Linked DNA regions of Mus musculus: regions 2, 3 and 4 are each linked to region 1. The links are chromatin contacts, called in public HiChIP or PLAC-seq and promoter capture Hi-C maps. All regions are on one chromosome and are shown on one strand. The core of a region is the stretch at or near the end of the contact, and the rest is flanking DNA. Distances in the headings are between cores, read along the strand shown.

The links. Promoter capture Hi-C pulls out the DNA fragments that hold promoters and counts their contacts. HiChIP or PLAC-seq counts read pairs in DNA pulled down with a chosen protein or histone mark.
Region 2: a contact with region 1 is called in a promoter capture Hi-C map of liver, with 2.8 times the contacts expected there. The contact joins the promoter of Syne4 here to the promoter of Zfp974 in region 1.
Region 3: a contact with region 1 is called in a promoter capture Hi-C map of liver, with 4 times the contacts expected there. The contact joins the promoter of Cox7a1 here to the promoter of Zfp974 in region 1.
Region 4: a contact with region 1 is called in an H3K4me3 HiChIP or PLAC-seq map of bone marrow-derived macrophages, with 3 times the contacts expected there. The contact joins the promoter of Zfp566 here to the promoter of Zfp974 in region 1. A contact is called at or near these places in 1 of 39 promoter capture datasets (liver), 2 of 115 datasets of contacts at active chromatin or transcription factors (astrocytes and bone marrow-derived macrophages) and 1 of 9 other capture datasets (adipose tissue).

The regions. Positions count from the first base shown.
Region 1 is chr7:27,925,630-27,933,207 of GRCm38.p6, forward strand. Zfp974 (zinc finger protein 974) reads right to left here and starts at 3,829. Exons shown (of 5, transcript NM_001374027.1): 1 at 3,666-3,829; 2 at 1,772-1,824; 3 at 655-781. The coding sequence starts at 1,804. Gm26891 (a long non-coding RNA gene) reads left to right here and starts at 779. Exons shown (of 2, transcript XR_881914.3): 1 at 779-2,460; 2 at 2,718-2,845.
Region 2 is chr7:30,311,521-30,319,098 of GRCm38.p6, forward strand. It overlaps Syne4 (spectrin repeat containing, nuclear envelope family member 4), which reads left to right and starts at 3,296. Exons shown (of 8, transcript NM_153577.2): 1 at 3,296-3,566; 2 at 3,742-3,880; 3 at 4,710-4,853; 4 at 5,053-5,247; 5 at 5,323-5,571; 6 at 6,448-6,522; 7 at 7,153-7,211; 8 at 7,304-7,525. The coding sequence starts at 3,439. The coding sequence ends at 7,481. Alkbh6 (alkB homolog 6) reads left to right here. Exons shown (of 7, transcript NM_198027.3): 4 at 320-380; 5 at 717-868; 6 at 1,071-1,187; 7 at 2,399-2,783. The coding sequence ends at 2,662.
Region 3 is chr7:30,180,869-30,188,446 of GRCm38.p6, forward strand. Cox7a1 (cytochrome c oxidase subunit 7A1) reads left to right here and starts at 3,303. Exons shown (of 4, transcript NM_009944.3): 1 at 3,303-3,377; 2 at 4,217-4,303; 3 at 4,407-4,491; 4 at 5,044-5,162. The coding sequence starts at 3,363. The coding sequence ends at 5,099. Capns1 (calpain, small subunit 1) reads right to left here. Exons shown (of 11, transcript NM_009795.4): 10 at 6,803-6,861; 11 at 6,066-6,665. The coding sequence ends at 6,639. Gm5113 (predicted gene 5113) reads left to right here. Exons shown (of 3, transcript NR_157376.1): 3 at 1-1,456.
Region 4 is chr7:30,086,635-30,094,212 of GRCm38.p6, forward strand. It overlaps Zfp566 (zinc finger protein 566), which reads right to left and starts at 3,876. Exons shown (of 4, transcript NM_152814.2): 1 at 3,654-3,876; 2 at 466-525. The coding sequence starts at 474.

The DNA of each region.
Region 1 (7,578 bases), core at 2,579-5,078:
CACTGAACCTAGAGCTCACTGAGAGGACCAACAAGGGGTGGGCAAGCAGGCTCTATGAGGTCCTATTTTCAATCCATTAAATCTCACATTCTTCCTATGGTTAAAACGAAGGAACTCAGCTCCCTCTTTTAAAATTTTATTGATAAAAATTATTTTATGTGTTTGTGAGGATATTTCTGCATGTATAACTGAACACCACAAATGTGCATAGTGAAAGCCAGAAGAGGACATCCTATCCCCTGGAACTGGAAGTACACAGGGTTGTGAGCCACCTTGTGCTGCTGGGAATTGAGCCTGGATCCTCCCCAAGTACAGCTGGTTCTCTTAACAACCAAGCTATTTCTCTAGCCCCTAATTCTATTTATGGATTCATCTGCTTATTTCATTTATATGTTGATTTTGTTTTGTTTTATTTTGTTTGAAACAAGGCCTCACCCTGTAGACTAGGCTAGCCTGGAACTCAGGATGTATCTGAGGGTGATGTTGCACTCACAGCAATCTTCCTGCCTCAGCCTTCTCAGAGAAGCAATGACAGGAATCGGCCTCCATCCCAGCTTCAGCTACCACTGGAAAGATGGCACTGTCCTTTAATTCAGAGTGAGGAAAGCCCACAGTGTAGAGGACACATCCCCCATCCATGGGGCACAGGCTTACCCACTGAGACCAGGTTGCTGTAGGTCTCCAACATCATGTCCCTGTATAAGACCTTCTGAGTAGCATCCAGGCAGGCCCACTCCTCCTGAGAGAAGTCAACAGCCACATCCCTAAATGTCACTGACCCCTGAAAGAGCAAACACAAGGAGAGTGAAACTGGGGAAGCTTTCAAGATGGAAACCAGGAGGGAAAGGACTCAAGCGTGGGAAGGGAGCCATAAGGAAATGCTCAAGGCACCTGACTGCATGAGCCCCCCATAAACGACGACTGTGCCCACCTACATAGCCAATACCTGTGCCTCTCCACTCCACCCACATCCCTCAGGCTATACCCACAGAAGGGAAATGTCACCTGGGGTCAGGGTAAAACACATAAGGAATGCTGTGAGTCCTTGAGTTTATCATACTATCACATGATGTCATTAACATTTGTTGTCATAAGAATGATTTTATACACTATGCAAGAGGCCATAAACTTACTAAGTATAAGTACATATTATGTACATGTTAGGCTTAACCTCTTTCTTTCTTTCTTTCTTTCTTTCTTTCTTTCTTTCTTTCTTTCCATGAATGAAAACAAAACCTTCCAAGAAACAATGTGTCTCAGGTCCTTCTTGACTCTGGAGACTGCAGTCACCTCCCTATCACAGCCTGGATGACCTTTCCCTCTGACACCTGGACTCTCCCCTAAGGCTTCCTCGGGGAAGTCATCTCCTCACACCCATGCATAGGGGAAACTCTCCAACAATTCATCACCAGGCTGACAACACCACAGATGTCAATCAGGTTTCCCAGGGCACTCAATGAGACCATCCCCTCAAAGCTCTGAAGCCCCCAAGGCCCCTGTTTCCCTGTGGGACTGACACCTCCACTGCAGGGACAGTCCTCCCTGAGCACAGACCAAGCAGAGAGCACACGTGGAGAAATGCATTCAAAGACAACCGCAGTGCACGCTGGGAAGAAGCACAGACAGGAAGTGCTCAGACCTGCCAGCCCTCACTGGAAAGGGGCAGACTGGGCTGGGGGAATCCGGATCCTTGGGAAGCTTCAAGAGGGAAAGAGGGCAGGAGTCACCTAACCTGAAGTCACTCTATGTCCAAGAGAGAAAAACAACTTACACAGACCATGTCTTGGGAACTAGAGCTGGCCATTCTTCTTCAGGCTTCCTCCCCTGGGGGACAAAAAGAAAGCCATTCACTGCATTGTGACTTGATGTTCCCAGGCTGACTTCTGTCACTGTGATGTCATCGACTACACTTATTTCTCAAGCCTCCCCACTCACTCTCTCCCCTCCCACCGCTCACAGCCTCCCACACACAAATTGGAAGCACACAGGAGTCTACACAAAGCTGATCACCTCCTAACCCAGACAACCCACGGCCAAGGGGGCAGTGTGGGAGTGCAGGGCACAAACATATCTGCCTTGAACTCCTCCAGAAGAGGCCAGCAGAAGGGATCCATCTTCCACCCTGAGCTCCAGCTCGCCCTGCACCTGGGCCGCTCCTCCTACTGTGCGCAGATCTCAGATCTTCCTACTGGAACCCCACCTATCAAGGCTCACAGGGGCTCACAGCATCCAGGTGGCCCCTCCTGTGTAAACTCAGGGCTGAAGCACAGCGAGGCTGGAGGGGCTGCAGCTGTGATGCTCAGGCAGCGTCCAGCATTCTGTGCCCACTGTTAGTGAATGGGACTGTGCACCATGGACCACTCTCCTGAGAACCTTCCCTCATCTATGATAACACTTATGTTGTCTCAAGCCATGATCCTTTATGAAGATAATTAGCTGTAAAACATCCTGTCACAGGAGGTGAGTATATGTTTCCCTCTTTCCATATTATGGGAGATTTTGAACAAAATAATGCTAAGTTTGTTCTGGGTGTCCTAGGTCTTTTGATCCTAGAACTGAGTTTCTCAACCTCCGCAGGGCTGACACAACTGTCCTGCCTTGGGCTCTGTGAGGACCACCTTGTGCTCTGTAAAATTATCACACTGAACACAATACAAATTTTAAAATTCTGCTCTTCATTATTACCTTCATTTCGTTTTCTCCTTGTTTTGAAACAGGTTCTCATTTTGTAGCACACCCCTCCTGGAACTTGCTATGTGGATCAAACTGATCCTTAATTTACAATGATCCTCCTGCTTCTGCCTCCCAAAATGCTGAGATTAAAATGTACACTGTACAGACTAGAGCTTATGAGTCATTTCCTTAAATATACAACCAGTATTTGCATTCTTTCTAACACTCCCTTGTCCTGCCATACCCTGCAGACAATGAACCCAAGATGAGCACTGTCTATAATGTGGGGAAAGGAAGTGATTTAGGGAGAAAAAGTCAAGGGTAATTGAAATGGTCATGTGAACACCAGGACCTAAGGGCAGGGACAACGTAAGGGCCACAGCGGTGGAGGTATGAATGTGTACGTTCACCTACCTGCATTTACTGACAATTCCATATTATAAAATTGAAAACTCATTTCTCAAACAGAAAAGAAGAGTACACTCATCCTTGACTCTTAGATGGGCAGCAATAATGATCCCATCCTTCTCAAGCCCTCCTTTTGACTGATGGCCTTCGCGGGGAGCCTGCGCAAGGATGAGATCCCCATCATGCTCTGGCAGCATCCGCACTGAGCACTTTCCTTCAGTTCCCTCAACACTCACACAGCTAGGGCTCTGAGAAAGTCATGGAATTCAACAAGTAACCACCCTCCTAGGTCACCCTCGGTGGCACTTTCAGCCCCAAATGCTCCTCCCAAGCTCAAGTCTGTACCTAGCCTGACCTCTCCTTACTGAAACTTAGTCCTCTGCTTTGGTTCCTGTGGTCGCGAGGGAAAGTTGGAGCAGAAAGCGACGCGCACAGAGCCCCAGATAATGCAGAGAGATCAAGGTGTGGACACACACACACACACACACTATCACATCAACAAACAGCGACCCTATACGACCGTCCGCACACGCCCACTCCCAGCCGGCTGCCTCAGGCCTTACTCCATGGAGACCGAAGCCAACCTGAAATTTCTTCCGCCGACCACAAAGATCGGACCTTCCGCATTAGCGGCACCAGAACACCAAAAGCCTATGCGCTAGTTTCGGCGTGGTGACCCTAAAAAATGCAGTTATCACCAGCAAAGCCCCCGTGAAGCCCGGCTCTTGGGGGCGGGGATGCCAGATCTGCGAGCGGAGCCCAGTGGTTTGTGGGAGTTCCCACGGGGGTGCGCGCTTAAAGGGGAGGCGCCCTCCTTTGAGTAAAAGTTACTTCCGGTTCTGCGGGGAACTGATTTTCTCGCCCTTAAAAAGGCAGGGATGCTCTAGATAGAAAATGTGACTGAGGACCACATGCTATGCAACAACCGTACTGTGTCTGTTAGACAGGCTAGACGATCCTCATAATAAAACTAGTCGCATTGAAAGTACTGTAATCGGTCTAAAAGCTAAAGTACAGGTTTGTCACATTAGATTTGAAAAGAGGTCAGACCCAGCTATCTGTTAACTTCAGAAAATATGTTAAAGATAAATACTCTAGCAGATTCAAAGTGACCATCTTTACATAATCAAAAGAAAACTCAAGTCGATTATAAAATGGAGGCAGATTTGGGGGCAAAGAACATTGCCAGTGATAATAAAGAGGCCAAGACATCAAGTGATAGTAAACATGGCTGGGCGTGGTAGCAATGGCTTTTATCCCAGCGATGGGGAGGTACAGCCAGCTGCATGTCTGTGAGAAGAGACCACCGAGGACTACCCAGTGAAACCCTGTCTAAGAACTAAAATACACTCAGATTATGGTGGCACATGCCTTTTACTCTTTTTGTGTCTGAGTTACCTCACTCAGGATATTTTCTAGTTGCACCCATTTGCCTGCAAAACTCATGATGTCCTCATTCTTAATAGCTAAATACTATCCCATTATGTAAATGACCCACATTTTCTGTATCCATTTTTCCATTGGGGGACATCTGGGTTGTTTCCAGCTTCTGGCTTTCACAGATAAGACCTCTATGAACACAGTGGATTTGTGGTATGGTGGGGCATCTTTTGGGTATATTCCAAGAGTGGTATAGCTGGGTCTTTGTGGTTGATCTATTTCCAAACTTCTGAGGATCCTCGAGATTGATTTCCAGAGTAGTTGTATCAGTTGGCAATCCCACCAACAATGTCTTAGAGCTCAGGCTCTAAGATCCAGAATTGATAAATGGGACCTCATAAAACTGGAAAGCTTCTGTAAGGCAAAGGACGTAGTCAGGACAAATCAGCAACCTATAGAGTGGGACAAAACTTCACTAACCCCACATCCTATAGAGGGTTAATATCCAAAATATATAAAGAACTCAAGAAGCTAAGCTTCAAAAATCCAAACAACCCAACCACAAAATAAGGTATAGAGCTAAACAGAGAATTCACAACAGAGGAATCCCAAATGATGGAGAAGCACTTAAAGAAATGTTCAAAGTCCTTAGTGATCAGGGAAATGCAAATCAAAATGACCTGAGATTCTACCTTACAACAATCAGAATGGCTAAGACAAAAAACTCCGGTGACAGCACTTGTTTCTACTGCACTTTTGAAACTTAAAGACTGTATCTATTTTTAAGATATCCCATAGGCTAATACTAGACCAGGAGTCCCCAGCTATATCTAGGTGACTGTTTCTGCAAAGCTTCCTGTTTTGTTATTCCACTGGCTTTTGGATCATTTATAAAGATGCTTAGCCTTCTGTCATGCCAATGTGTTCCGTCCTCCTTTCTCTCCACAGTGTGATTCTGGTCAGTCTGCTCCATCACAGTTCTTTTCTTAGTGCTACCCCTTATCCTTCATGGAAGTAAAATCAGATAATTGCCCTCCATTTTCTCCACAGGAGCTGTGTGGTGCTGAATACGTAACTAGAGATTAATGTCCACCACAAGCGTTTCCTTAGCTGCAGTCACTTGAATTCCTCCTGGGGTTCTGCAGGCCACATCCCCAGTCTCAGCTCTTTCTGCCTCTGTCTCCTGCTCTGTGTGTGCATAGCTTTCCCTCCTCCTCACACCTCTGTCTCCTGCTCTGTGTGTGCATAGCTTCCCCTCCTCCTCCTCACCTCTGTCTCCTGCTCTGTGTGTGCATAGCTTCCCCCTCCTCCTCTCACCTCTGTCTCCTGCTCTGTGTGTGCATAGCTTCCCCTCCTCCTCACCTCTGTCTCCTGCTCTGTGTGTGCATAGCTTCCCCCTCCTCCTCACCTCTGTCTCCTGCTCTGTGTGTGCAAAGCTTCCCCCTCCTCCTCACCTCTGTCTCCTGCTCTGTGTGTGCATAGCTTCCCCTCCTCCTCACACCTCTGTCTCCTGCTCTGTGTGTGCATAGCTTCCCCTCCTCCTCCTCACCTCTGTCTCCTGCTCTGTGTGTGCATAGCTTCCCCCTCCTCCTCTCACCTCTGTCTCCTGCTCTGTGTGTGCATAGCTTCCCCTCCTCCTCACCTCTGTCTCCTGCTCTGTGTGTGCATAGCTTCCCCCTCCTCCTCACCTCTGTCTCCTGCTCTGTGTGTGCAAAGCTTCCCCCTCCTCCTCACCTCTGTCTCCTGCTCTGTGTGTGCAAAGCTTCCCCCTCCTCCTCACCTCTGTCTCCTGCTCTGTGTGTGCAAAGCTTCCCCCTCCTCCTCACCTCTGTCTCCTGCTCTGTGTGTTCATAGCTTCCCCCTCCTCCTCACCTCTGTCTCCTGCTCTGTGTGTGCATAGCTTCCCCCTCCTCCTCCTCCTCACCTCTGTCTCCTGCTCTGTGTGTGCAAAGCTTCCCCCTCCTCCTCACCTCTGTCTCCTGCTCTGTGTGTGCATAGCTTCCCCTCCTCCTCACCTCTGTCTCCTGCTCTGTGTGTGCATAGCTTCCCCCTCCTCCTCACACAAAGATGCATCTGTGTTTCTTTCCAAGTTTTCTCTCCTGCTTCTGAAGGTGACTGTAGGCATGTGTTGAGAAATCCCTTCATCCCCTTCCCCCTTCCTTCCTCCACCCTCTTCTAGATCTATCCGTGAGTGAGCCACCCCTCTCCACAATGAACATTGATTTCCATACTTCCGTCATGTTCTTGTGGGGAGTTTTGGTTGCCGCTGTTCATTTTGTTTTTGTTTGATTTTGGTTATAGTCTTTTCTACATAAGATTTCTCTGTGTGGCCTTGGCTGTCCTTTGTGTTCCTCTGCAGACCAGGCTGGCCTCGAACTCAGAGATCTGTTGCCTCCGCCTCCTGAGTGCTGGGATTACATGTGTGTGCCACCATAATTGGCTGAATATTTATATTTTAAATATGTCAGACCTGAATCTACTGAATATGAAGTATGCCTATTGTAATTAGCGAGCCTGGGCCGCTGCCTTCCCCCCCCCTCAATGCTGAACGACCTTTAAATCCCAAGGAGTCCTGGATCGCCTGGGACTACATTTACTGAATGAGTGACGCTCACCCTCTTCTCTTTTCATTGTTCGTGTGTGTGTGTGTGGTGTGCACTTTTGCATGTATGAGTGGGAGTCAGTGTGCTCACAGATGTGCAAAAGCAAAAGATCAATAAGAAAGAAACGATTCCAAACAATGCAAACTAAAATGAAAATGTCACAAGAATACAATTGAGATCATTGTGTTGGCTAGTTACTCCTGGCATGGAGTCTGCCCTGAGGTGTGGTTGATATACCCAGCAAGACAATAGTGGAGAAATACAATTTTTCCATTGTCAGTGCATATTAACAACAGAGAGTTCACTTGTCAGAGGTCAGAGCCCATGTCTACTCCCCTCCCCCCCACACACACACCCCATCACTGTTGAGAATCTGTCTGGTGTAAACCTGTGCATGCTCTGTGTGCTGCATGGACTCTGAGAGTTCATGTGTGCATCATCAGTCTTGTTGTGTCTGTAGCCCTTGTCACTGAGGGCAGAATGAACACAGTGATCACCGCTCCACAGACAGACA
Region 2 (7,578 bases), core at 2,046-4,545, 2.4 Mb after region 1:
TTGCAGCTGTGGGTGCAATCTGGATAGAACATCTGTTACCCCATTGATTACCAAAGTTGAATCAACTGATCTGTCTGGCTTGGCAAGTGTCCCCGTGCTTCCCCACACCATCATGAGTCTCCTTCTCAAAGCTAAACTCTTGATAAAACAACCTGCCTGGATAGAGGAGGACCATCTTTCGGTCAAGATGATATGAATAGCTGCTCTCCCCAACTTGAACCCCCAGACAAGCTCTAGGTAGCCCATTTTCACTCCACATAAAGGCCCTCGTGTTGGCATGGGCAGGAAAGTCCTGAAAACCCCATTCCTTGCCTCCTAGGTTTTCAATGCCCCAAAGCCAAAGTGGACCCAGCTGTCTGGGAGGAAGCTTCAGAACTGGGGTAAGTGTTCCTAGCTAGAGAATATGATTGGGCAAAGACGAGAAGAACTCAGGTTCAATGGTTTCAAAACATATGAGGCTATCACCAAGGCTCAGGGGTCCCAGAGCAAGGAGGATTCAGAGGTTGGTGATGGTCTTGAGGGATTTAGGCATCTATTAGTTGGTTGGGAGTATCTCTAAGAGCCAAGTGCTTTGAAGGAAACTCCAGAAAGATCCAGAGGCAATCTCCAAAACTCAGTGGGTAGAGATGCTTCCAACCAACTGGAATATCTTTAATGGGGGTACCAGATTCCAAGACTCTGAATGAATCCCTTCAAACCTCCATTGCACTCTGCAGGTGGGCTCCCGCATCCTCGGGGGATGGTCCCTGAGCGACTCCCTCCATGGCTTCAACGCTACGTGGACAAAGTGTCTGACCTCAGCCTTTTTGGGGGTCTCCCAGCTAACCATGTCCTTGTGAACCAGTATCTGCCTGGGGAGGGCATCATGGTAACCGCACATCCTCATCCCAAGTTCCCCTGCTAAGTACCTCCCCCAGATCTCCAGGTCATTAAGAGGAGGCTAGCCATCATGTTTGCCTGCCCTCACTCCACACACTCCACCTAGGCGCGGTCCTCCCTGTCCCAGCTTGGGAACTCCACTTTGACTTAGTGGAGTGGCGTAGGCTCCCTGGTGCCCCCTTCCTCCCCAGCCTCATGAAGATGGACCACTGTACTACCCAACTGTCAGCACCATCAGCCTGGGCTCCCATACTGTCCTCGATTTCTATGAACCTCGACAGCCAGACGATGATGTCCCTATGGAGCAGGTGGGTCCTGAGCTGATGCCCCGGGCATTTGGGGGCATTCTAGCGTCTGACATCCCATATGCTCCAGGACAGTCTGATCCTACCTGTATTTAGAGTATTCGTGACACCCAGACATGCTCCCCTGTCCCTTGTTGGGCATCCCTGCTTTCTCCCAGATAGCCAACCCATACCCATCCAATCTGTTTGTACGGTGCCCCAGCTGCCATGATACCCAGGGATACCGATACATACGTCGCCATGGTATTGGATGGCTAAGGCTATGGATGACCTGTGACCCTCCCTCAGACCACTTGAGCTCAACACGGTGTTCCAACAAAGTTTTTTTTAGAAACTACTGTTTACTTATTTTTGTGAACAGATGTATGTAGCCCAGGCTGGCCTCACGTTTGCCATCTTTCTGTCCCATCCTCCCAGTGCCAGCGTTGTAAGCGTGTGCCCCCGTGCCTGGCTCCAATGCATATTCTTGACATCCTCAAGATATCCCACTGTGTCATTCACTCATGTGTGCCCCTGTGTCCTCCTAGACTGTACAGGGCACCTTAATACCAGCGTCCTGAAACTCTAGTCATATGCTCTATCACCTCTAGATTCCCCTTAACCTCACACGGCTCTTTTGGGGACACCCTTATCTCTGACTGCTAGCTCTTAAGTCATGCATTCTTGATACCCCAGTGTTCATAGAGTCTTCCTCCAACTCTCCGAACACCCTGGCCAGATGTTAGCTCCACTCCCTAAAGTTCCGTCTTTTCCATCTCTTCTACCCAGGCAGGCTTGCTGTAATACCATTCCTGAGTAAAGCCTCCCTAACAGCCAGAGTCCCGGGATAGGCCATTCCCTTTAACCTCTGTATTAGAGCCTGACCCCAGCAGTGCACCCCCAGATTAGCTCTGCGTAAGTATCCCTAGGACTGCCCATGTCTGTCCCAGCCCCTCAGATGCCAGCTGAAGCTCCCACAATGTAGTAGCCCTTTATGTCTTAAAATGCAGCATAGGCCCTGTCTCCTCCCAAAGAACTGGACACACACACACACACACACACACACACACACACACACACACGGCGGGCCAATAGTCTTGTCCCCAGAACCTATAGATTACCACTCCTGAGGGCCTGCTGACCCTTGTCCCCTGACCAGCTACGGATGCCCGCTGACTTTTCACACACTCCCAAACTCTGGATATCCATTTACCATTATCAACTGATTCCCGCAGCCCAGGCCTCCTCAACGGCCCATCACCTCGCTGCTGGTGGAACCACGGAGCCTGCTGGTGCTCCGGGGCACAGCTTACACACGCCTGCTCCACGGCATCTCAGCTACCCGTGTGGATGAGCTGGACGCCACCTCGCTGCCACCCAATGCCACCGCTTGCAAGTCAGCGCTGCCCGGAGCCCACCTGGTGCGCGGCACCCGTGTCTCACTGACCATTCGCCGCGTGCCCCGTGTGCTGCGCGCCAGCCTCCTGCTGAGCAAGTGACCACCAGGTTCTAAGACCTTGGAACCCTAGGGCAGAGGTAGCTGTCCAGGGTTATTTATTTCCCCAGTAACTATGGAAACCATGGAGAAGACACCATTCCAAATAAACAGAAAATACCTTTACTCGTTTTGGATTTTTTTTTTTTTAACTAGATGGGAAGAGATACTTCAGTTTCTTTCTCTCTGCCCCCCCCTCCCCCTTCAATACTGGAGATAGAACCTAGGGCTTCTTGGATGCTAGACAAATGCTGTACCACTAAACTACAACCCAGGCAACAATTGCATTATTTTTTAGTTTTGCAATAGGGCTTCCATAAGTTGCCTAGGCTGGCCTTGAACTTGAGACCAGCTTGCCTGAGGTGACAGGCTTTAGCTGCCAGGTGCTGGGACTTTTTTTCAGTATCCTTATACCTGAGACTTTAAATGAATGGGACGGGCCCTGAGACACAGGTGTCCCTGAAGGTGACAGGATCCAAGGTCTTGAGATGGGTGACGTTTTCTCTCAAAGCCCCACGATGGCGAGCGGGTGGTATTGGAAGGTTTAGGTTCTCCTGCTGGGGAGGAAGGAGTTAAATGCCTCCGCACCTCAGCCAGGCATCAGATTTCTCTAGTCCAGGTTCTTCCAGGAAGGGGTGGAGCTAGGCTGGCCCCTGGGCCCCTCAGTAGCCTCGGACTTAGGCTGTGAGTCCTGCTGAGAAAGCATGGGGGTCTGGACTGTCTAAGAAAGCGGCTGCTGTTACTGGACATCCTCACCTGACGATCCCCAAGTGCACGGCCATGGCCCTGGTTCCACCTCTTGGCCGTGAATTCCCGCCAGAGCCTGTGAATTGTCCCCTGGCAGCTCCTAGAGAGCTGGATGTTGTCGGAGGGACCATCTGCCCTGCACCTGAGGAAGAGACAAGCAGGTGGGGACTGGGGCTTGATAGTGGTTCCGAAGGAGGGAGGGAGGGAGGGAGGGGTCTGTGGGAAGGGCCATGTGTGACTGACTGAAGAAGGACATGGAGAAAAGTGGGCATATGGTGAGGTGGAAAAGGAGACACTGTGCCTCACAGGTGGCCCATCAACCTTTCTCCTCTCTAGGCCAGAGCAGGTCCAGGCCTCCTTGGGCCTGCCTGAGCATTGCATGGGTGAACTGAAGAGCACTGAGTCTGCCACCAGCCCCTCAAGACTCCCCCTGGCCTCTTCCCATGAGCATCAAGACGGGGGCAAGCCCTGTGAGGTGAGCTGAGCACACCCTCTGTTCCAGTCCCACTTCCTGTCTGTCCCCCGGAATCTGCCCCTTGCTCAGATGATATGATTCTGGGGGGTGCTGTGGAGGAAGGGACACCGTAAGGACATCTGGTTGCCAATCAGTATTTCACTTATTTTTAATCGTTTTGTGTATTTACTCTGTGTGCCTAAGTGTGAGCAGGGATACAGGCACATCATGCGTGCCGGTGCCAGTGTCTCTCAGTCACTTTCCACTATGTGACAGAGTCTCCCATTGAACCTGGCTAGGGTGGCTGGTGAGTGAGCGCCACGAATCTGCCTCCAGTCACTGACCAGCCGGTGCCACATGCTTGGTTCTTTGAGCACTTGCTTGTACAGCAAACATTTTATCAACTGAGCCATCTCCCCGGTTCCCCCGACCTCCTTATTTGAGATATGCTTTCACTGTGTAGCTCAGGCTGCCCTTGAACTTTCAGTTCTCTTGCCTCAGAGAACTGGAGTTACATTTTATCATCTCCAAGCTGGACATATTTCCACGTTTTACCAAGTAGGAAATGAGAATTTTATTAATAACCCCATTCCTTTTGGGGGTACTCTGCTCCATTATCCTTCCTAGTTTAGACCCATATAAAGACCTTTCTAGAAGGCTCGGGAACCTGGAAATCTTAAATTAGATGTCTTCAGCCTTGGTGTAAAGGGCTGCCAAGTGGGAGCAGCCCAAATGTTGGTTCTCGAATGGGTGTGGCTTCAGAGAAACATCCACAAGGCAGCAGCCTGCTTGGGAGTAGGGGTAGTGTCTTGGCCCATTGGCCCTGATTTTGGTCCCCTGGAATCTCCAGCACTCTGACTCTGGTTTGGAAGTACTAGAAGCTGAACAGGACAGTCTACATCTTTGTCTGTTGAGGTTGAACTTCCGGCTGCAGGACCTGGAACGAGGCCTTGGGTCTTGGACGCTGGCCCACAACAGGATTGTCCAGATGCAGGTAGGCAGTGGGAGGCCAGGTTATAGGGGAGTGGGTAGAGTCCTTGGTATGGGTGTAAGCTTTCTTGAATAGAAAGTGGGTTTATTGCATATTCTGACTTCTGCACAGGACATGAAAGACAAAATAACTCCAGGTTCTGGGGTGGGGGTGGGGTCTGGTATCACTGTCGTATGTGAGAGTGTCTAGCCATGTGTTCCAGGCCCTGCAGGCAGAGCTACGAGGGGCCGCTGAGCGCGTGGATGCATTGCTTGCATTTGGTGAGGGCCTGGCAGAGAGGAGTGAGCCCAGGGCCTGGGCATCCCTGGAGCAGGTCCTGAGGGCCCTTGGAACCCACCGAGACACCATCTTCCAACGGCTCTGGCAGCTGCAGGCCCAGTTGATCAGCTATAGCCTGGTATGACCTGCCCTGGTAGTCCCCAGCCCAGACCCTAACCTCCCCAACTCCCATGACATCTGTCCTCTGCTCCAGGTGCTTGAGAAGGCCAACCTCCTGGACCAGGACTTGGAAGTTGAGGGAGACTCAGACGGGCCAGCAGCTGGTGGAGTCTGGGGGCCCTGGGCACCCAGTACCTTCCCCACTCCTGCAGAGTTGGAGTGGGACCCAGCAGGGGATGTTGGGGGTCTTGGGCCCTCAGGGCAAAAGATATCTCGGATACCAGGAGCTCCCTGTGAGCTGTGTGGCTACAGGGGACCCCAGAGCAGTGGACAGGGCCTTGAGGTGAGATCAGCCCCGCCTCAAAGGCTCCCTACTTGGCTGGGCCCCACAAGGTACCTTTCTACACCTTTCTGGTATGGCCTTTCCCTTTCAAGGAAGACTTGGCTGTGTCTCTTCCTCTAAGCCTCTCTTGTTTGATTTTATTATTATTATTATTATTTTTAAAGACAGATTCATGCTATGCAGTATAGGCTGGTCTTGAACTCACAATCCTCCTGCCTTAGTCTCTTCACTGCTGGGGTGGGCCCACCTCCCTGTGACCACCCTAGCTGTCACCATGATTCTCTTATGTGTTCTGTATCTCCTTGTTACCATGGATCCCTGTTTGCTTCCTTCCTCTCCTCTGTCTCTGTCCCTTCATTCTGCCCCTCCCTGTGCTGTGGACACAGCCCTGAGCCTTCTCTAAGCACACCAGCCTCACTCCCAGCTCCAAGCTACAGGACCTGCTCACCTCTCCCAGCTCAGTCCAGTCTCTGCACATCACCTCTTCTAAGAGCTGCTGGGACCCAGCTTAGCATCCTGCACCATTATTTCTGACGTTCCTTACTGGGGCTTGACATGATATATTTATTTGTTAATGTCCTACCTCTCTGGGTGGAATATTAAGCTCCATAGAGACCAGACTTTTTGCCCATTTCCATTCTCACCAAGCCTCCTAGAATTGTGCCTGGCATGTAATAGACACTCATTAAATATTTGTTGACTGAATGAATAAGTAAAGTTTCTCTCCTCTTGGTTTCTTTGGCTCTGCCCCTCTCTGTCTCTCCCACGAGATCCGAGTGTATCGGCATAATTTCCTCTCTGTGGCACCTTCTTCCAGACCCTTCCATAACCATGCTGCCGGTCTTCCAAGAAACACGAGCCTTTCTCTTCCCACAGGACCTGCTCTCCTTGGGGCTTGGCCACCGGAAACATTTAGCGGCTCACCATCGAAGGCGGCTCCGGAAGCCTCAGGTGAGCTAGGCACACCAGGGGATGTTGATCCAAGTAAAAGAGAGCCGACCCGTACTGACAGGCACACATACGAAGGAATATTCTTTTCATTCTGTAACTGAAAAGTCTAAACACCGCCACAGATTCAGGACCTAAAATGCATCTTGGTTCCATCTCTGTCCTTTGGTCTCTCTCCAACCCCAGCTGGAGTCCCTTTTCCCTGGCTTATTAACCTACACTATGACCCCTGACTTACTTGAAGTAGCCAAAGTTTCAGGCTTGACTTCACCTGCCCTGCTTGGGTTACAGGCTGCACCCTGAACTAGTCAGAGTGCTCTGATTGGCCAGGTCTTAGTCACATGCCCCATCATGGAAGAGGGGAGAGCGGAAGCCAGTCTAAAGTGACCCTGAAGGTCTGAATGTAGAGGCGCCCACACACCACACATCATTACATCAGCATTATCAGAAAAAGGGCAGTGGATGTCTAAAGAACAGGTACAGATGCCCACCATACTATAAGTTCATGCGGGGTTCAGGGGTACCAGGAAAGGAGGAGAATAAGGGCAGCCCTATAGGTCTGGAGTAGTGAGAGAATGTCCCCACTTACATGCCACTGACATTCCTTCTGTGGTGTCTGCTGTCTACTCTCAGGACAGGAAGAGGCAAGTATCCCCCAGTCTGCCTGATGCAATGCTGGAAGTGGATCGCGGGTGAGAGGCTTGAAAAGATTGGGCTGGGGGGTTGGGAGAGAGGGATCGTGGTGGTGGCCCACCCTTGGTTTTAATACCGTGTCTCTTCTCAGGGTCCCAGCTCCTGCATCCAAGCGGCCCCTGACCCTCTTCTTTCTCCTTCTCTTCCTCCTTCTGGTGGGTGCCACGCTGTTGCTGCCCTTGTCGGGGGTCTCCTGCTGTTCTCATGCCCGGCTGGCTAGGACGCCCTACCTGGTGCTCAGTTATGTCAATGGTCTCCCTCCAATCTGAGCCCACCATCCAAGACACGTGCATTAAATGGTCACTTTCAAGAGATGTCTGAGAATATCAGTACTTGAGAACTTGGAGACAGGTATAGCTTGGGTGT
Region 3 (7,578 bases), core at 2,053-4,552, 2.3 Mb after region 1:
CACCCCCTCCCTAGAAGCCCAGGATACTGAGAGCTGGATGCCCTTTCTCTGTGCCTTGGTCTTTCTGGTGCCCAGGCTCATACTCAACCTATTTGCGGGCCACCAGATATCAATGCATAAGTAACATCGTCAATCCTTCTAATGGTTCAAAGAATCTCAGGAGCTGGGTACTAGGAGCTGGAGGCAAAGACAAAGATGTATTTTCTGTTACACAGCGGCTACCTTCATTCAAACAGAAGTACTAGTGGGTTTCGTTTTGTGGCAGAGTCCCTCTATACAGCCTTGGCTATCCTGGAACTCAAAACCACCCTGCCTAAGCCTCCCACAAGGTTTATAGGTGTGAACTTATGGCATACCTTAAAGCACTTTGGGGGCATCTGCTTTCCTACATTGGAAACATTTTAAAATGACAATTGTAAGCCTGGTTTGTGATACTTGGTTGAGACTACAATAGTCAGCAGGGTGAGACGTGAGAATCCCGAGTTCCAGGCAGGCCTGAATTATGTGGCAAGACCCTGTCTGGGGGACAAAGTGGGAGGGGGCATCGCAGAGTAGGGTTGAAAATGTAAATCCAGAATTATCAGATTCGTGGAAGGAGTCAGGTTGGAGGAGCAGTTGAGTGTTTTTGCCACAAGATGGCAGCACAATGCTACCAAACAGGTTTTGCAATCTAGGCCACTGCATGCAGCCAGTTCTGATACCTGCCTTCCACCACAAGCAATTTTCTGTTCCTTTGCTTGCTTGCTGTTTTGTTTTGCTTGAGACAGGGCATCAATATGTAGCCCTGGCTGTCCTGGATCTTACTCTATAGACTAGGTAGACTTCTTAGACTCACAGAGATCTGTCTGCCTCCTGAGTCCTGGGATCAGGGACACACACCACCATGCCAGAGGCTTGCTTGTTTTTAAATGAAGGGATTCACATAATGGCCTTGAACTCCACAGGTAACCAAGGTTAGCCTTGTCCTCCTAATTCTTCTTGTCTCTACCTCCTAAACCCTGGGGTATGGGCTGCTATGCCTGGCTTGGGGCGGGGGCTTACATGTAAACATGCACAGGGCTCCATGTACTGTAGGCCAAAAGCTGACGACAGGGTCTTTCTTGGTTCCTATTTATTGAGTGAGGGTCTCTAGACCCAGGACAACCTTATAGGATCAAACAGCAAGCATGCTGAACCATAGAGCTGATTTGCTAGCCTTTTTTGTTTTTTTCTTTCTTGTGGGAAGCGGTTTCGCTGTGCCTGTGTGGCTTAATTGGTAAACAAGCAATGTGCGCATGTGCGAGAATGTTTTCGTGCCAAGTCTTGGCCCATCCCGGGGCATGATGATGAGGCTCTGGGAGAGCAGCCAATCAGGTGTGGACACGCCACACTAAGGTGTATATAAGCAGCGCCTTTTTGGTGCTTGGGGTCTTCCTCTTCATGTTGAAACTGGTGTAATAAAGTTGCTGCAGAAGGATCCGGTTTCTCACGCGTGTGTTCTTGCTGGTGAGACAATAGCGCGTGTGAGACTTTCTTTCTTTGGTGTTTTCAAGACAGGGTTTCTCTGTGTAGCCCTGGCTGTCCTGGAACTCACTCTGAAGACCAGGCTGGCCTTGAACTCTAGCCTGTCTTTTTCTTAACTATGCTAACTGAATTCTGCAGTAAGCTCACTTTATTGCCTCAGTAAACCTCTAATTATACAGACATAAAGGCTAGAAATTAAAAGCAAAATGACCCACTCACTAGCAGTCAGACCTGGTGATTTATCAGGGTCCATCTACAATTAAGCCTAACTCCTAAGTCCCACCCAGATGGCCAGTCTCAGAGAGAGAGAGAGAGAGAGAGAGAGAGAGAGAATGGGCTGCCATGTCACCTCTGTTTAGGTTGGATCCCAAAGAAAAGATCTAGGGCTGGGCAGTGGCAGTGCACGCCTTTAATCCCAGCACTTGGGAGGCAGAGACAGGCAGGCAGATTTCTGAGTTCAAGGCCATCTTGGTCTACGGAGTGAGTTCCAGGACAGCCAGGGCTATACAGAGAAACCCTGTCTCAAAACCTAAACCAAACCAAAAAAAAAAAAAAAAAAAGAAAAGATCTAGGAAGCTTAATTTCAGCTAAAAAAACAATACAAATGCCCCATATTTTTCTCTAAGGGAACAACTCTTTCTCCCTCTGCTCTTTCCATCTCTCCCATCCCCTTCACGACCCCTACCTCCCTACCCTCCTCTCCTCCATCTGTTCACTGTCTATTCTTTTTTATTTTGTTATGTGCATTGGTGTTTTGCCCGAATGTATGTGTCTGTGAGGATGTTGGATCCCCTGGACCTGCAGTTACAGACATAGGTAAACAGCCATGTAGGTGCTAGGAACTGAACCAGGGTACTCTGGACTAGCAGTCAGTGCTCTTAATCGGCAAGCCACCTCTCCTGCCCTCCATTGTCAGTCCTTAAACTGTTTTTTTTTTTTTTTTTTTTTTTTTTTTTGAGACAGGGTCTCTTTACGTAGTGCCTGTAGCAAGGCTGGAACTCACCGTGTAGACCATTGTAGAACAGTGAGCCTCAGAAGTGCAGGAATTAAAGGTCTGGGTCACCACGGCCCGCTTTTCTTTTTTCTTTTTCTTTTTTCTTTTCTTTTTTTTTTTTTTTTTTTTTTTAGTTTTTCGAGACAGGGTTTCTTTCTCTGTGTAGCTCTGGCTGTCCTGGAACTCACTCTGTAGACCAGGCTGGCCTCGAACTCAGAAATCCACCTGTCTCTGCCTCTGCCTCCCGAGTGCTGGGATTAAAGGCGTGTGCCATCACGCCCGCACAGCCCCCCCCCGCCCCTCCCCCCTCCTTCTCTCTCTCTTTTTCTCTCTCTCTCTCTCTCTCTCTCTGTCTCTCTCTCTGTCTCTCTCTCTCTCTCCCTCCCTCCCCCCCTCCCTCTCTCTCTCTCTATCTCTTTAATTTCTTAAATCAGTTCTGGCCTGGTAAATATCTTTATCTGTATCGGGGTGACTCCTTGTTTCCTCAAGAACACTGGGGAAGATCCTGACTTGGCCCTGAGGAAACAAATATGGAAACTAAGGCTCCAAGGTGCAGTGATCACTCATTCAGAAGACAGACATTTATCTCTGCCCTCACTGGCTCCCAGATTATCAGCAGGGTAACCCTAGATAACAGCCAGGGAGTGGCAAGTCCCTGAGCCACTGTCATTGGGGTCAACCCAAATGCGGAAACGATGACTGACAAGTTGGAACACTTTCTCTCTGACCCTATTGGACAAATCTAATTTGGTCACGCCCCACCAGTCTGGGAGTCAGTGGGCGTGGCTTGGGATTCCCTTAGGGTAAAGTGCTGCACGTCCTTGGGCGAAGAGGGGAGGTGACTCGGAGCTGCTGAGGACGCAAAATGAGGGCCCTACGGGTGAGGCCCCAGCACGGGCTGTGTCGGGGTGGAGGGGAACCCCACAACCCAGATGCCTAACCTAAACATGCCAGGATCCGGAGTCTTAGAACAGGTGCACCCTTCAGACTGGGACTTCCTCCCTGGCAGCCTGAGCTTCCAGACAGCACTATCCTTAACATGGTCCAGAACCCTGGGTTTAAGCCTCCGTTTACCCGAGTCCCCCTTAACATCCCAGGGGGCCCTAAAACCAACTCTCATGGAACTTCCAAGCCAGTCTTGCCATCCCTGGAACCTGATTTTCTGGTATTAATCTAGCCCTCTCCTTCAAACCCCATAGCGCCCATTTCACATTCTCAGCACTGGAGTCTCTCACAGCCTGCAGAGAGTTCCAAGCTGTAGCTTCTAGACACCGATTCCCCATCCCCACTCCTTTGTTTGTTTGTTTGTTTGTTTGTATGTTTGTTTTGACACAGGGTCTCCCATAGCCCAGGCTGGTCTCTAACTTGCTATGCAGCTGAATGTCCTTGACCTCCGACCTCCACCTCCCAATTGTAACAACTTATGTGACACCTCCTCTCATTTTCTAAATGCTTACTAAGTAGCCCAGGCTGGCCCCAACTCCTGCTTTCCTCTTGAATGCTGGGATAATAGGCTTCCACCAATGTCTTGACAGATGTCCCCACCCCCAACCCCCACCCCACCCCCGCTCTCACTAGTAACTATCTTGCCTTAAGATATCTTACCTAGTTCTTCATCAGAAATGTAGTCCCCACATCGCAAAGCGCTCCCTTCCTGCGGGATCCACATGAGGGCAGATCTCCAGGTGCTCCCTACAGACCCATCTCCTATCCCTCCAGGTCTCCCAGGCTCTGGTCCGGTCTTTTAGCTCATCTACCAGAAGCCACTTAGAAAACCGTGTGGCAGAGAAGCAGAAGCTCTTCCAGGTAGGCGGGACAGAGTCTCTGGACCTAATGAGGGGTGGGGGTCGCTGGGCAGGTGGAGGTCTGTGCAGGAGCCAGCAACCCTGTTCTCACCCCTCCAACTCAGGCCGACAATGACCTCCCAGTACACTTGAAAGGCGGGGGAATGGACAACGTCCTGTACAGACTGACCATGACGCTGACTCTGGGGGGTAAGTGCAGGACCACTGGCTTGCTCTGGTCATAAGAATAGCCAGGGTCCTCGGGCAGTGGTGGCGCATGCCTTTAATCCCAGCACTTGGGAGGCAGAGGCAGGCGGATTTCTGAGTCTGAGGCTAGCCTGGTCTGCAGAGTGAGTTCCAAGATAGCCAGGGCTACATAGAGAAACCCTTTCTCGAAAACAAAACAAAACAAACAAATAATAATAATAATAGCCAGGGTCTGGGTCGGTTGGTGCTTCAGAAGGTCTGAGGATCCACTAGTGCTCAGGAAGGGAGCGATGGGTTACCTACAGCCCTGAGGAAGTGGGGGTAGCAATTGGTAATGCCCACACCAGTCCAGAACAAGCTCCTGGCCTAGTCCAAACCCAAACGGGTGGAGGTGGGGATTTCCCATGAGGAATCTGGTTTGGGAGGAAGATAACAGCCAAATAAGAGCTGTGATCCTTTAGGAGCTGGGGGAACCTAAGGAGGGGCCTTTAGAAGCCTTTCAAGAGGTCAAGAGGGAATTAGGGTCTTATTTGATATCCAACTCCTCCTTCCTAGGCACTGCCTACTGCTTATACTGCTTGGGCTGGGCCTCCTTCCCCCACAAGAAGTGACACCAAGAAGCTTGGAGGACTTGGACAAACATCAATAAATATGCTAATCTCTTGAGAACCCAACCCGGCTCCAGCCTGTGTGTCTCTGTTCTAATCCACCTTCCCACAATCTGGGGTGTCTACGCAGTGGAAAGCAAGTTACCAAAGATCTTGGTCCCTGATGCTGGACCAGCGCTGTGCCTAGGACAACCTGCTTTATGGATGCCTGATGGGGGCGGGGTGGAGGACCTCAAGTGGTGATGGGAATGGGGAGCAGGGGAATTATAACCTGGAATGGAATCCCCGCCCATTGCAGAGGTCCAAAGGAGTGGGGGGGGGGGGGGAGGGGAGCTAGTTCCAGGGCAGCCAGGGCTATATTTCAGACATACCCTGTGGCAAAAAGGAGGGATGTTGACAGTGACCTATGAACCGAAGGAGAACAAAGGTTGGTGCCAAGATTGAAGCTGGCTGGTGATAGAGCTGAGTGGAAGAGCACAGAACCCAGCAGCGAATGGAAGTGTTTGTGTGTGTGTGAAAGAGAGAGTGAGTTGGTGTGTGAGCACGTGTGAATGTGGTGTATGAGTGTGTGTATGTGGGGGGTGTATATCTGTGAGGGTCTATGGTGTGTGTGTATATGGTGAGACTGAATGTGAGAAAGAGAATGTGTGTGTGATGTGTTTGTAGGTGAGAGTATGTATGTGTGAGTGTGTAGTGTTGAGGGTGTATATGAGAGTGTGTCGGTATGTGTGTGTGATGTAAGTGTGGGGGGAGTATATGGTGTTTGAGTGTGTGTGTGTGTGTGTGTGAGAAAGTGTAGTGTATGTGTGTGTGTGTACTTTGCTGCTATTGCAGAGGATTGGGGTTCAGTTCCCAGCACCCCAGTGGTGACTCATGATCCCTCATACCTCCAGTCCCAGAGGGTGGCACACACATAGTACATGTATATACACACACATTCTACACATACACATTAAAAAAATAACCAAGTTACTCTATAGAGCTCATGTTCCCTCCTGCCTGGACTCAGCACTCAGAGTCCGAAGGAAGCAGCAAGTAGAGAGAGTTTATTTTCTCCTGGGCCCGACCGCTGTGCAGGGGGAGCACAGAGCAGGCGTAGGCACTAGGGTGTGTGGACCTGCCATGGCCTGGAGTTCATCTGGCTGCCTGGGAGGTAACTGTGTGAGTGTGTAACAGGGTGTGTAGGGACAGGTGTGATCCTCCCAGAACTAAGACAGGGCCCTTGGGACATGGAAGCAGCAGGAGTGCTAGGCTTGGCACACAGACAGGATGAAGGTAACAGATGGCGTGGATTGGGTGTGCTAGGGTGGGGTGACCCTTCAGTAGAACAAGCTAGCTTGTCTCAGAGCCAGGGGTAACTCAGGGTGCAGCAAGGTGTGGCATGTTGAGCTCTGGCTGCTGATTGGGAAGCTGGGTACCAGAACAGGGAGACGAAAGGCCTCTGGGTAGCAGGACATGACCATGAAAATGCGGCTGCAGTCAGGATCAGGGTTCAAGGTGGCTCCATAGTGAGCTGTGAGGGGGCAGGTCTGCCACTCCCATTCAGGAATACATAGTCAGCTGCAGCCACTGGAAGAGGAAAGAAAGCACAGATGAGCAAAGGGACCCTGGAAAACCAGACACGTCACCCAAGGCCTGCTGGGCAAACAGGATGGTAGGGGCTGGACCTCACAGCTGAGCACCACCCCCAAGAGAAACCGGCTCACCTCCTGGATGTTCACTTGGATCTGTCCGGTGCCATTTTTGTCAAGAGATTTGAAAGCGCCTGCGGGGAGAAAGGAAGGGCTTGGGTGCTTCTAGAACGATAATATAATTATTTCCCTCTTGTTGATGTTGTTGTTTTATTCTGCTTTGTTTTTAGATAGGGTCTCATTAAATACCCTTTGGTTGACCTCAGACTTATGGAGAGCTCCCTGCTTCTGCCTCCAGAGTGCTGGGATCAAAAGCACGGCCACCCTGACTGGCTATAGCATGTTGATGTTGTTGATGGAAGTTAGCGCTCGCTCCACAAAACTTCGAAGACACGTGGTGATGATACACACTTGTGATCCCAGCACTAGGTGAGTTATGGTAGGAGGATCTTGAGTTCACTATTACCTTCAGGTACATGTGGGAGTTCAAGGCTAGTCAGGCTACATGAGACTCTATTAATAATATTAGGAGGAGGAGGAGGAAGAGGAGGACGAAGAGGAAGTTAAATCAATAAAATGTCTAATCCTGTGAGCATGTGGCATTTTTAAATGAGGCACAGAATTCAGGTATTATAACACAGTAAAAGAGTATACACCCATTATTCTTGAGGCATGGGGTTCAATCCCTGACATCTCAATAAATAAACAGGCAAAGTGATATGTTGCAGATCACACGACAGACAGACAGGACAGAAAACTGACTGGAACCCAGGCCCATCCTTCCTGACACCTATGCTACAACCTCCCAGCTGTAACCCAAAACAGGCCCCTAAAAGGAGGTAACTTGCCAA
Region 4 (7,578 bases), core at 2,626-5,125, 2.2 Mb after region 1:
TCTGACTAGCTTGTAACTTACACAACCCACTTAAACTAATCTATGCTTGCATCCAACATCCTCAGATCCCGGGGCAAACCTCCAGCTCTGACTCAGCGTTTCAATCGCTCTCCTGAAACTCCCCCCTTTTACTCCCTCCCTCTTGCTAACAGCACATCAGCTTTTCACTGCTGGGCAACGCTTCCACACAGTGCACACGTGGTTATCCCTACAGGGAGCTGTATTAAAGGGTCACAGCATTAGGAAGATGGAAAACCACTGCCTTAACAGGTAGCCCTTTGCCCATCACAAGGACCCTATCATGACTGAGCTACCATGGCTTTAGAGCAAGGTGAGAGTCTATTTATACCGAAATGGAAGGTTCCTTGTTCAACACCAAAAAAAGCACCAAGTTGAAGAAAGCAGACATGTATCTGTACTAGACACAAAATGATTGTATTCGAATACAAAAAACCTATGCCTCACCTGAGCCATGGCTTTGATGGTGACAGGTCCTCTGTGCTGCTCTTCTGGAACGGGGGAGAACTGGGGGAGACAAAGAACAGTGAGACCCCACTTGACTCAGTACACACAGCAGTCATTCCCCAAGTACTCACCCCACACTTTGAGGGGTCTAAAGTGGGAAGAACAGACAGATATCTCAACATCCCTAACTTCAGAGAGCCAGGCTCTGGAATGGGACAGGAGGGGTTTGGGCAATATGGCTCTTGGGCACATAAGCACACACATGAAGATATACTGAGAGGCCAAACCTACTCCACCTTGGAACCAGCCTCCATCTTAAAGAGAAAAAAAAAAAGCCTGAGAACTTGACCTGCAGCAGAACCCAAGCTGCACCCACATACCAGGAAGGACCCCAGGGCTTGTCCTTGCCCATACCCCAGAGTTACTCCCTAGCTACTTCCTAGCAACAGTTAATCAAAGATTAGTCTGGTTATTTTGGGTGTACTTTCAGCTTGTTTGTGATTATCTACAGTCTTGCTTCAGGGCACCCACCTGTCGGCTTAATAGCCTTTCTATTAGATGTTTGCCAGACTGGACACCCCCTCCCTCCCTCCCTCCCTCCCTCCCTCCCTCCCTCCCTCCCTCCCTCCCCTGCTCCTATTTTCCTATAAAAACTTGTCCTGCTGAGGGCTCAAGGATTCTGTTGTGACAAGGCTGGGAGGGAGGAGAGTCCAAGTCTAAGCTTGTAATAAAGAGACCCTGATGGCCTTTTGGGGTTCATGACCACTTCCTGGCACAACAATACAATTCTTGTATAGGGTAGATCATGATACAAGTGTCTGAATCTCAGCACTCCCGAGACTGAGACAACAGCACTGCCGGAGGCTTAGACCACCCAGGCCTTCACAGACTGACTCACGTCTCCCTCCCACCTCTCTGCTTCTCTCTCTCTGGTTTTGTGAGAAAAGGTCTCTCTACATAGCTCTGACTGTCCTGGCGTTCACTCTGTTGACCAAGCTGGTATTGAACTCACAGAGATCTACCTGCTTCTGACTCCAGAGTGCTGGGGTCAAAGACCTGCACAACCATACATAGTTTAAAATTAAATCTTTTATTTTAAATCACATTTTAAACCTTTTTTGGGGTTAGAAGAGGGTGTGGGAACTGAAGCTCCTGCATCCTACTGTAAAGGTAATTATAACACATCTGCTGTGGAGGCGCACGCCTTTAATCCCAACACTCTGGAGCCAGAGGCAGGTGGATCTGTGAGTTCAAGTCCAGGTTGGAATACAGACTAAGTCCCAGGCCATCCAGGGCTATTCAGTGAGACTTTGTCTCAAAAGAAAAAAATTAAAACAGACATGGCAGAATGTTTATAAGATTAAAAGTTAGAAATACTCAAATGTCTACTATTTGATGAGATGAATAAGTGCCATATACTTCAGATGAATTTTGCAGATAATGGATGGAACTTGAGAACATCATCCTGAGTGAGGTGACCCAGAGTCAGAAAGACATGCACCGTATGTACTCACTGATAAGTGGACATTAGCCATAAAGTGCAGGATAACTAAGCTATGATCCACAGACCAGAAGAAACTGGGTAATAAGGAGGTCCAAGGGAGGGTTTGAGAATCCCACTCAGAAGGGGAAACTAAATAATCATCAGAGATGTATGGAGAGAGGAAAATGGGTAGGAGAGGGGGTGAGGATCGGAACAGGGATGGCGATCAAGTAGGGAGGGCGAGAGAGGGCTGGGAGAATGGAAACCAGCGGTGGGAGGGGGGGCATCTCTGGTGACTAGCTAGAGCCTTGGGAAGGAAGAGGCTACAGGGAGCCTATGGGGTGACTTTAGCTGAGACTCCTACTAGAGGAGAATTATAGAGACTGATGGGGCCACCTCCTGTACCCAGGCAAGACTTCCAGAGGCAGGGGGACGGGACATCAATCCACTCCAAAAATCTTCAACACAAAATTTGTCTTGTTTATAGAAAGTGCAGGGATAAATATGGAGCAGAGACTGAGGGAACAGTCATCCAATGACTGCCCCAACTTGAGACCCATCCCATGTGAGAGAAACTAATTAACTCTACTAATGATACTCTTGTGCTTGCAGACAGCAGCCTAGCATAACTGTCTCCTGAGAGACTTCACCCAGCAGTGGATGGAGGCAGATGCAGAGAGCCACACTCATCAGGTGGAGCTTGGGGAGTCTTGTGGAAGAGTATGGGATAGAAGTGAGCAAGCCAGAGGGGTCAAGGATACCACAAGAAGACCCAGAGTCAACTGACCTGGGAGCATGGAGGTTCACAGAGCCTGGGTCACCAACCAGGGAGCATGGAAGAGCTGGACCTAAGCACACTCCCCACCCCACGCCTACACGTTTGTAGCAAGTGTGAGCTTGGTGTTTATGTGGGTCCCCCTAAGAAGTGGAGCGGGGGTTGTCTCCATCTCTGTTCCCTGTCATTGGATCACCCCCTACTTCGACTGCCTGATTGTGCTTCCTAGACCTGCTGGGACTAGGTGCCCCAGGGAGGGGTGGTACCCAGAGGGACTCTCCTGCCCAGAGGACAAGGTAAGGGGGAGATGGAGGGAGGGATTTGTAAGGGTAGGACTGGGAAGCGAGGAAGGAGGGTGGCTGAGATTAGGATGTAAAGTGAATTTTTAAAAGTAAACATTAAAAACAGTTGGAAATACTCATATGGCTACCCTTAATAGTCGAGATGTATAAATGCTTCAGATCCTGAAATATCAAACAGCACAAAGACTCAGTTAAGCCGCTATCCCACTTAACACGGGGAAGTCCTACACAGCTGTCCAAATAAACAAAGTAAAAGACAAAGAAAAGCATGATAGCTCACAAATGAACCTCTAAAATGAGCAAAGGCTAAAGAAGAATGCACGCAAGATACACATTCAAAACTTCACACTCACAACCCACACACAGACCCACAACAGAGACACTCGGCTATCGGAAACCTACCTACGAGAAGACAGGACTACCTACTAGGGGCTCAAAAAGTAACTTAAGCACAACTTCACTTTTACCACACAGAATCCACAGGTATCTGCGCCTGCACTGTGCTGCACGTGGTCACAACATCACACAGTCGCACGCCCCTACAGAGACAGAACACTCACCCAGTCAGCAGCTCTCCACATCCACACACAATGCCGCACGTGTCCCCAGCTCGCTCCCTCCCACTCACCAAGGGGTGGTGGCCGCCACGGTGTTAGCAGAAACTGATGCTCATCACCAGTCCAGCCCCTTAGCGCCGCGATCACTGTTCACAAATTAGCCGCACAATTCCGACTCCTCTGCCGCACAAAGCCCAGCCTCGGCGTTCGCCCCGCCTCCTCCCGGGTTCCGCACCAAAGGCCTTCCTTGCAAGCTGCCAAAGCCCTGCAATCCTTCAGTGCACCTCCCCTCTTGCCAGCAAAGCTCTGAAGTCACGCCAGGCGCGTGATCTTCCCGCGAGAAGCCAGGGAGCCCTCTGGGAAATGTAGTCAGTCCGAGGGAACGCGGCAGACAAGATGGCTCCCGATGGGCGGGGCTTCTAACGGTCCCTCAGTGTGGTGGACGAGCGGAGGACACCCCAAATAGAAACGCATCCTCAGGATACATGGAACCCTATATCAGCTTCCACTACTGCATTTAAAATCATTCAAAAAAGTTAGGAATCTGTTGATTTCCCGGACTTTTGGTATTATCTGTAGAGGATAGACTGCATCAGGAAAGGGGCGGAGAACTGGTAGGGGGCGGAGTGTGATTTGCATAGTAAGCATAATCATGCGGCTGAGACTTCTAGTAATATAATTCAGTGCAATACGAAAAAAAATATATTGAAGGGGGAAAGTTATCTCAATTTCTCAGAGAGCTAAGCCTTTGCTTGGCCACCTCTAGCGGCCGAGTTTCCCCCCGCCCCAGAAGTGTGCAGGAACAGATCTCCTCCGCAGATGTGTGACTTGTTCTGGACATGCATTTGGCTTGGTACTCATTAGCAGGTCCTGTAGGTTGAAAGGGTGGATACCAGGACCACACCTTGGATTCCCACATGCTTCTAATGCTAGCCCGCAGGAGGAGCAGGAGGATCAGGGTCATCCCTGGCTACTGAGAGGTAGTTACATTAAAAACTACAGTGGAACACTTGGAGAAAGCATCTTCCTTTGAAGTGATTTCCATAACCAATAAATATACCTAGTCCAGGAGATAACAAGTCAGTCGGTCTGAAAAAGACATTAAAGTTGGGGCTAGAGAGATGACTCAGCGATTAAGAGCACTGGCTTCTCTTCCAGAGGACCTGAGTTCAATACCCAGCCACCACATAGTGGCTCACAATCATCTATAAGAGGATATGATGCCCTCTTCTGGCCTACAGATGTATATGCAGCAGAGCACTCACATTAAATCTTTTAAAACGACATTGAAGTTAAAAGACTACATCTCTGTATAAATCAAGATTTTCTCTTCAGAAAATAGGGACAACACGGCTTACCTCACTTCTCTGTTAATTGCAAAGCTGCCACAGTCCTAACGAAATAGATACTATAAAGACATGAAGATCTTATAAGGATATGAAGTTACCCAGAATAGAATGGAGCTGAGGGAGAGCTGCCGGTAGACTACCCCAATGATAACGGGTATACTAACCAGGCATGTTAGAGGGAAGTGAAGTTTGGGATTGCTGGGTGCGGAGATTTGAATGAGCTGGCTCATAGGCTCATACATTTGAATGCTTAGTCATTAGTTTATGGAACTGCCTGGGATGGGTTAGGGGATATGGCCATGTTAGAGGAGGTGTGTTATTATTGGAGGGTGGGCTTTGAGGTTTCAAAAGCCCATACCAGGCTCAGTGTGTCTCTGTCTCTCTCTCTGTCTGTCTCTCTCTCTGTCTCTGCCTCTCTGTCTCTCTCTGTTTTCTGCAGAGACATTGTAATTCCTAAACCAATGATGACATCAGCCACCTATTAATTTCCCACACTATTATATTATCCTGATACTGTTTTTTCAGTCATCCACGATTTTCCCACTGACCTGGGATACTGCCACAATAAATTACCAATGCTCCGTGAATTCATTCATGTTTCTAGATTCAATATTCTGTTCTGACCTCAAGTTTAGACAATCTTATCAACAAAGAGCTTGGGTTGGCATAATGATGTCTGGAACCCTGCACTGGGCTACGGGGTAAGTGGACCAGAAGAAACTTGAGGCCAGCTTGGGCTACATAGGGAATTTAAGGCCATGTTAGGCTATGTACATTCTACAAATTATCTATATACCAAAGATATTTTTGCCTGTTAATTGCAAACCTTTATATTGCTAATATTATCTCAATACAGTTCATAAGTTTTAGAAGACCATTCTGATTGGAATCACTGGACTCCTAAAATTAGAATACTAATAATGAGCCAGGCAGTGGTGGCACATGCCTTTAATCCCAGCACTTGGGAGGCAGAGGCAGGCAGATTTCTGAGTTTGAGGCCAGCATGGTCTACAGAGTGAGTTCCAGGACAGCCAGGGCTACAGAGAAACCCTGTCTGGAAAAAAAAAAAAAGTAAAAAAAAAGTAAGACACAACTATAATTCCTAAACGTATAAGGGGCATCAGGAGTTCAAGGCTATGCAGGGCTTTGAGGCCAGGCTTGGCTATTTGAGCTCGTCTCAAAGAAATAAATACAAAACAAAATTGTAAAAGACTGCCAGAGAGGTAGCTGAGTTGGTAAAGTGTTTGCTGTGAGGTGGGACTTTCTGGTTTCTCTGACGACTCAATTGTGCCAGGTGATGTTTTTCCGGAAGCTCCCTTATGAGAGGGCACGTGATGTTTTGCTGAAACCAGACTCTTCAGAAGGCACATAATGTTTAGAAAGAACATAAATGGAACCCCACAAACAGTGAGAGGATGCTCTTGCATTCCTATTCCGTACAAAGCTTCGCTGGTCTTCACTTTGTCGAGAGAAATGCACCAAAGAACTTCTCGTGGTATTCCGGCTGCTCCTGGCTGCTCCCTCTGATTTGGGCCAGTTGCAGTTTCTGCTGGATCTTGCCGCCACTACTGATTCATTTTTGGTGTTTGCTATTGGCCTGGACTGCTGGAATCCTGACAAGGAAGAGTGGGATTGCCCCGAGAAACTACTTCTAAATGGGTCTGTGACTCCCTTTTCCTATTAACCTTTCTCCCTTGCTTCTGGTCGGTGGATTAGAAGGGAAGTTGAAGTGTTTAAGAACCCTAAATAAAGTAGGTTTTGAAAAAAAAAAAAATCTAAGCCCGCAAGTAGGCTGCCTCTCCTGAAGTCAGGGTTTCAGAGAGCTGCTTCTTATTGGCTCTTGGAGTCCCTTTTATGGGGAAGGGTTAGGGTTGATAGAAAATAGGTGTAGAGAGCTGGAGAGATGGCTTAGCAGTTAAGAGCACCGACTGCTCTTCCAGAATTCCTGAATTCAATTCCCAGCAACTCACAACCATCTGTAATGGGATCTGATGTCCTCTTCCGGTATGTCTGAAGAGAGCAACAATGTACTCACATACAATTAAATAAATAAATAAATAAATAAATAAAGCTGTAGCTATAACTGGCTGTTAAAAATCTGGACAGAAGGGGGGGCTGGGCTCAAGGCTGTGTGTGGGGTGGGTGTGGGAATGTATCATGTAAAAGGGTACCTGGGAAGGTATCTGGTAAGACATATTGGTAAGCCATAAGGACAGTCATATATTCCAGGATCAAGAATTTAGCTCACAGTTCACGGTGGCACCTTTTTGGTTTCACACTGGGCTGTTTGATAAGGAGAGAGGCAGAAGCCTAGAGGTCAGGAGAGCAGAAAACCAAGCATGGTGGACAAGAGGTCAAACGGGCTAGATTATATAGGGAAGAGAAGCTGGGGAAGGGACAGCCCAACTCTGGTGGGAGATTTCAGGGTAGGAGGCAGGGTAGCCCAGGACAAGCACAGGTAGCCAGGCCCCACCTCTATACTAATCTAATGGCCTGGCCCAGTCCCTTGATGTGCAAGAGTATTCAGGGCCAGCCTTCTAGACTGTTCTACCACTGAGAAGGCTGTTTCCAGCCCCTTGAGATACAGACAAGATCCACTCTATAGAGGAAAAAAGGGCGGGGGCGGGGGGAAGAATCCCAGGCCGCC